Regions from separate parts of the Zea mays genome. Here region 2 is linked to region 1. Evidence: chromatin contacts called from public Hi-C data. All regions are on one chromosome and are shown on one strand. The core of a region is the stretch at or near the end of the contact, and the rest is flanking DNA. Distances in the headings are between cores, read along the strand shown. Region 1 holds the start of LOC100279115 (zinc finger protein). Region 2 has its middle 22 kb from the start of LOC100383302.

What was found. Hi-C and Micro-C count contacts between places; a contact is called where the count stands out from the background.
Region 2: a contact with region 1 is called in a Hi-C map of leaf, with 2.7 times the contacts expected there. The contact joins the enhancer-like site here to the promoter of LOC100279115 in region 1. A contact is called at or near these places in 3 of 25 Hi-C or Micro-C datasets (bundle sheath and leaf).

The regions. Positions count from the first base shown.
Region 1 is chr5:219,927,240-219,930,323 of Zm-B73-REFERENCE-NAM-5.0, reverse strand. It overlaps LOC100279115 (zinc finger protein), which reads left to right and starts at 1,438. Exons shown (of 1, transcript NM_001152156.1): 1 at 1,438-2,688. The coding sequence starts at 1,719. The coding sequence ends at 2,573.
Region 2 is chr5:220,041,075-220,044,114 of Zm-B73-REFERENCE-NAM-5.0, reverse strand. No RefSeq gene overlaps it. Among protein-coding and RNA genes, the nearest start is that of LOC100383302, 22 kb to the left of the region's middle. Within about 2 kb of position 1,409, at least 19 of the 20 cell types and tissues checked have an H3K27ac peak or open chromatin away from gene starts, as enhancers often do. A contact at or near this core is called in bundle sheath and leaf, where this site is marked.

The sequences.
Region 1 (3,084 bases), core at 189-2,688:
TACAAGAACCCATAAATTGTCAGTGCAATTGTATTGTGTCAGATGGTTGGGCCTAAAGCCCGTAGCAAGTTGAAGAATGAAGACCTCTCTCTCGATCTCTCTCTCTCTCTCTCTCTCCCTCTTATTATTGCAGTAAGATCGAGAATGCATGCTTGCCATCGCCCCATCGTCGTCAATGAGCTGAGCTACTTTCCGCCCGTATTACCACTTGCGCACTGATGTCTGTACACGTACGGGTTACCGGATCGATGACCAGCTAGCTAGGGTGAGCAGGTACAAGACGTCGTGTTTTTTTCTCACCCATGGACGTTATGGCGGCGGCCAGAGCCAACGTCCGGTGATACCCAGTGTAGTGTAGCGCCCTTTACCAGCTCATTATTGGGCGAGAAACCAGCGTGCATGAAATTCGGTAAAAAGAGACGAAAAGGCCTGCGAAAAAGAGAGGAGAGCAAAAAAAAAAAAACTAAAGTAGTAAAAGCTTGGAGCGAGTCTACAGCGTACGGGTACCGGGTACGTACGTACTACGTAGAGCTGCTTTTGCTCTAGCCACCGGACATGTGGATCCCAGTCCAAAGCGTCATCAATGGAGCACGTAGTACGTACGTACTCACTGCAGCTGATATAGGCCTTTTTAGATCTTATGGCTAATTGTTTACTTGTGCCTAATAATTAGCCGGCAAATAATTAGTTAGTAACATTAAGTTAGGCTATGTTTGGAGTCTTGACTAATAATTTTTTTATATTAGCACCTATTAGCTAGGCCAGATAGCACCTATTAGCAGCGGGCGGGACAGTATGTACGCCAACAACACACAAGAGCGGGCGGGCAGGGCAAGCACGTCGCCGTCCCCAGGACCAGGAGGAGGACCACCTGTGGACTCCGCCCGCCTCTGCGTCTCTCGTTGTTCTAGAGAAGCCAAACTCCTATGAAGAAAAAAAAAACTCGAGGAAATCCAGAGGCGGAGATGGCGTCGCACAACACCACTCCCGTCTCCCTTCTCCGCTCCCCCACCAGGCCACCACTTGATGCCCTGACGCCGACTGATGCCGGAGAGCTAGCTAGCGTTGCGTTGCGTTGCATGCGTTGCACCACCAGACAAGACACGACCGAGCTAGCTTGCAGCTATTCCTATATAGCAATATAGCATGGAGGATTTTCTCTAAAAAAACAAAAAAATACAGATTTATTTATATTCTATCTGCGTGCACGAATTTGTACTAGCTAGCTAGCTAATACCCATTCTATCAACAGATATGTGAGTAGAGAAGAGACGAGGCTAGCTAGGAGAGGAGACTATTATAGCTATAGCTAGCTATATTACCACTGCATGCAGATGCAAAAGCAGCCCGGCCAGGGCCCAGGGGCACAACCAGCAGACTGCAACTGCCACTGCATGCAGCTGTACTTGGTGGCGAGAGGGGGGGAGCTTTTAAGCGAGCCTAGTCGTGTCTCCTCTCCTCTCCCCTCCCCTCCTCCGTGCTGCTCCGCCCCTCGATCGGCTGGCTCTACTTTGCATGGTCCCCGGCCGGGCCTCCTCTTGCGTGCTCTCCGACCTCAGTCACGGCGCCCATCACGGCCCCTTAAAACCGCATACTACACAGAAACATATACCACCAAGCTTGCTAGCTTGTCGCCTCACAAGCTACGGCGAGCTACTAGGCGAAGTAGAATTATTCCTGGGGCCGCGCGGCAGCTAGCTCCTAGCTCGCAGCCGGCCATGGCGAAGCCGCAGGAGGTCCGCAGCGTCGACTCCTTCTCGCAGCTACCGTTCATCCGGCCGGCGCCGGCGCCGAGGGACGCCACCATCCGTCTGTTTGGCCGCGAGTTCCCCAGCGACCACAACCAGCAGCAGCAGGACGCCGCGTCCGACTCCCCCGACGCTGCCAACAACGGCAGCACGGTCACGTGCGAGAGCAACGGCGCGGCCAAGAGCGGCGCCGCGGCCGAGAGGAAGTTCGAGTGCCACTACTGCTGCCGCAACTTCCCGACGTCGCAGGCGCTGGGCGGGCACCAGAACGCGCACAAGCGCGAGCGGCAGCACGCCAAGCGCGCCCACCTCCAGGCCTCCCTCGCCATGCACCGCTACGTGCCCGGACACATGTACGGCCTCTTCAACTACTACCCCCACCCCCACCCCATCGGCGGCGGCGCCCGCTTTGACCACCCCGCGCCGCCGCCGCCGCCGCTGCAGCACTACCCGATGTGGACGACTAGCGCCAGCCCCGCGGGGCCCTACGGCGGCGGCCCGGGCTCCATGTCGCAGCCAATCAACGGTAGCCCGGTGCCCGCGGGGCTCTGGAGGGTGCCGCCGCCCCCCGCGGCTACTGCCATGGAGAATTTCGGCGTGTCCGCCCGGCACGGCGCTAGTGGTGGCACGGCCTTCCCGGTCGGGCCGCCTGGTGGGGAGGCAGCAGCGTGCAAGGACGATAAGGCGGCGGTGATGATGAGCTTGCTGTCCCCCTCCCCCTCGCTCTCGTCGTGCTCGTCCACGTCGCCGGAGACGAAGCTAGCAGGTAGGTATGAACTGGCCCGCCAGAAGGAGACTGTTGTTAGCTTGGACCTCCATTTGTAATCCTTTCTTGTTTATTTATTTACATAGTAGGTCTCCGATCTCTCCCGTCGTTGTGGATTAGCAGTCGCAAGCGCGTGTCAATTCTCATAGTTTTCTAAATAATCGTTTCTACGTACCCCCTTTTTTATGCCGTACGTCTGAAATTCAAGTTCTTCATATTTCTCGATATCTTCTTGTGGCCCAATTTCTGCTAAAGTGATAGCTGACGAACTTCAGAAAATAAAACTTCTTCCTCGATCTGCATGATGAACAGAAGAAGAATTACTGTACGCAGTGGAGATATATACTCTTGTTTTATTGTTAGGCGGCATCATGTTTGATTTGAAGAGGAAGTCATCAGATAAAACTTTCCAGCATGTTCATTTATTTACATGACACTGGGAGGAGGAGAAGAATTGGGCCTAGAAACCGGTGGGGAGAGGAATTGAAGAGCTGCAGATTGGAGATGTGTGGATCTAATGGGCTAAACAAAGCAACGATGCATGCCGTACATGCGATGGTCCCTGATCGG
Region 2 (3,040 bases), core at 160-2,659, 110 kb before region 1:
AAGAGGGGCCGCGGGAGGAAGAGCAAGAGGACGGCGCCGTTCGCGTGCCTCCTCAACGCCCTGCTCTGCAACAGGAGGCCGGCGAGGCCGGTCGACCGCACGCCGCGTGCAACGGCAACGCCAACGCCAACGCCCGCCACCGCGGCGCCGGAGCCGGCGTCGGCGAGGTCGATCCTCTCGTCGCGCGCCTCGCGGAGCCGGAGGGAGTCCGCGGCGGCGGGAGGGGTTCTGGCCCCGGCGAGGCGGGCGGTGCGGTTCTCGCCCGTGGCGACGGTAGTGGGCGACGGGCACGGGCACGGCGCTGGATCGGTCGGGACGGCGACGACGGGGCTGCGGGCCAAGGAGTCCGCGGCGGAGGCGGAGAGGAGGGTGGAGGAGCTGCTGCGCGCGCTCGGCGTCGCGGATGAGCGGGAGAGGGCTAAGGAGAGCACCGAGTCCAGCTCCGACCTGTTCGAGCTCGACAGCCTGCCCGCATTCCAAGACAGAGGCACCGACCTGCCGCGTTCCAGAACCGTCGCCGACGGCGACGATGGCGCCGGGCTGCTGGCACGGCCGCGGCCCCGCGTGCAGTGAGATGGTTGTCCTTCTATCCTAGTTGTCTAACGATCATCATGAACAAACTACCTGTGTCGGTAGCTTGTATGATCATCAAAGCGCCAAGCTATCCTTTTTGGCTTTTGCCTTTGTCATGGTTTTAGCTCGCATAGGTCTAAATGGTAAATCTTGATGGCAATGTTGAAAATGGCTGCTGCTGCTGCAGACATTGCAATGTTTGCATGCGTTCTCGGTTCTCGTTTCATCTGTGCGTGCAAGTTGAGCTAGGCGTAATAAAACGTCCTCCACAGCAGTTCTTCTGTCTCATTTCCTACTATCGTATCTTTTATTTTAAATTTCACTCCGTAAACAGCACCGAACAGTATTTGTGTCCTCTATTTTACACTCCGCTGAATACGGTCTAATAAAAAGCACATACCCAACCGTTCTCATTTTGTACCCTTAACACATCTATAGCGTGCTTACATCGACGACAGTTCATTCAAAAAGTTCACCGTCTCATGAAATTTATTTTTATTTGGATTTTTCTGGATCCAGTTTGCGTATCAAAATTTGAAAAGTTTATAGATCGTTTTATCCTAGTTTTAAAACCTTTTAAGTAGTTTTTTATATCATGGCTCTAAGCAAGTTGTTTGCGCTAAATACGTTCCCTACAAGTGGTTTGCGTAGAGAGGCAAAGCTATCAATTGGAACTTGGAAGTACTTGACTAAGGGGCACACAGTCTTTCAATTACGTAGCTCGTTGGTGTACCAGAGAGAACAATGGCAAGGGCTTTGTTCTAGAGCCCAGCTCGGCCCAGTTCAGCTAGGGTTGACACTTAGCCCTCTGCTATATTTAGCGAGAGCGAGCCCAGCCCATACTGGGTAGGTCGCGCTGTGCACTGATTTCGGAAACTAGCAGGCCATGTGTCGCATCATCTTGTACGGTGGCCCAACAGTTCCCACTTCCCAGTAACCCCGATCCGGTTCTACCTACGTGCAACCTGCTTCGCCCGTGTCCCGCGCTGCGAATCTGACACATGGCGTTCCACTCTGAATCTGACACAAAGCTAATCGTTTCCCTGGTACTCCTTGTTACCTGTACCTGTATTCCATTGACGCTCTTCTGTGTAGGCCTGCGTCTGCGTCTTTCAGCAGCAGCAGCAGCATGCTACGCTGACGCTCTTATAGCTTTTCTGAAGACCCATCGTCCATCCATTTGCTTCCCGCCTGTCTGTTCACTGCTGAATATACCGTGGTTAACTTTCTCAGACTTCTCATATTTAGGGTCAAAGGATGAAGATCCCATATTCCCATCAGCACCATCTCCTTTTTTAAAATATTTTTTCGGAAAATTCGGAAGAACGAAAAGAAAAAAAAAGAATATTCACCACCCGATTTACAGACATATTTATACAGACGAGTACTCATCCACTGAGATTGTGCACTGCGCATGCACAGACGACCACTCTTTTTCGCAGAAGTGGCGATGAGCTGAACAACCTGTGTTTTTCGCGCCCGGCCTTTCCCCGGTGAACAATCCACGCTCCTGATGACGAGAAAAACAAACATTGGGCAAAAAAAAAGGTTGTTCAGCCGAAGCTTTGCATTGCATCCAAGGAACAACACCAGCATCCCTGACAGTGATAGGGCAGCTAGTACTGATGGCAGGCAGCACTTGCGTGTCCTTTTCTCGTTTGGAAACCGGAACGCCGGCTTTCATGACATGGCTGCTGCACTGTACCCAGGTGCTGACTATTCTTCCCATGGAGAAGGAGAAAGGCAGCCTCCTGCTGCCCAGATCTCATTGCCACTGGAGTAGAGTGGACTGTATCATGAAAGCTAGCGGCGCTGGCAACCTTTGGCAGAAATAGCAAGTGCTGGGGAGAATCATGCCACTTTGGGAACCTGGCATTGGCAGGCACGCATGGCCATGGGCATGGAATGAAGGCGTCTTTTTACATTTGTTAAATCAGTGGTGGTTAACGGAATAGGAGATTAGGCGAAGGCGGCAGCTTCAGTTTCAGAAAGATTAGCTTGCAAAACGAGGGTAGTTTGCAGATACCCCTATAAATATATACCATATAGTTAATTCAACAATACTTATTTGATATCATAAATTTTAGTATTCTTATAGATTTGATCGAAGAAGAAACGTTCTGATTTGTTTTTTTTGGGTAAAGAGGGAGTACTTCAACAAAGGGCGTATATGACTTGTTAATTCAACGATACTTTGTGTTGACGTCTTTTCGGAGCGCCAAACACTCAACAAGAACCGTGGCGGTGCCCTCTGCACAGGGGCGGACTGTCCGCGGCCTGGTACGCGACTGGGGCTCCTGCCTGACGGCCGGACGGTCCGCGCCCTGGGGCCGGACGGTCCGCGCGTACGCAGGGACGGCGGAAGATCGCCGACGGCGCCTGGATCTCGCTCCCGGGAGGGACCCCGTCGGGGAGTAGAGATCCTAGGTGGTGTCTAGGCTCGGGCTGGCCGACCTAGACTCCTCTA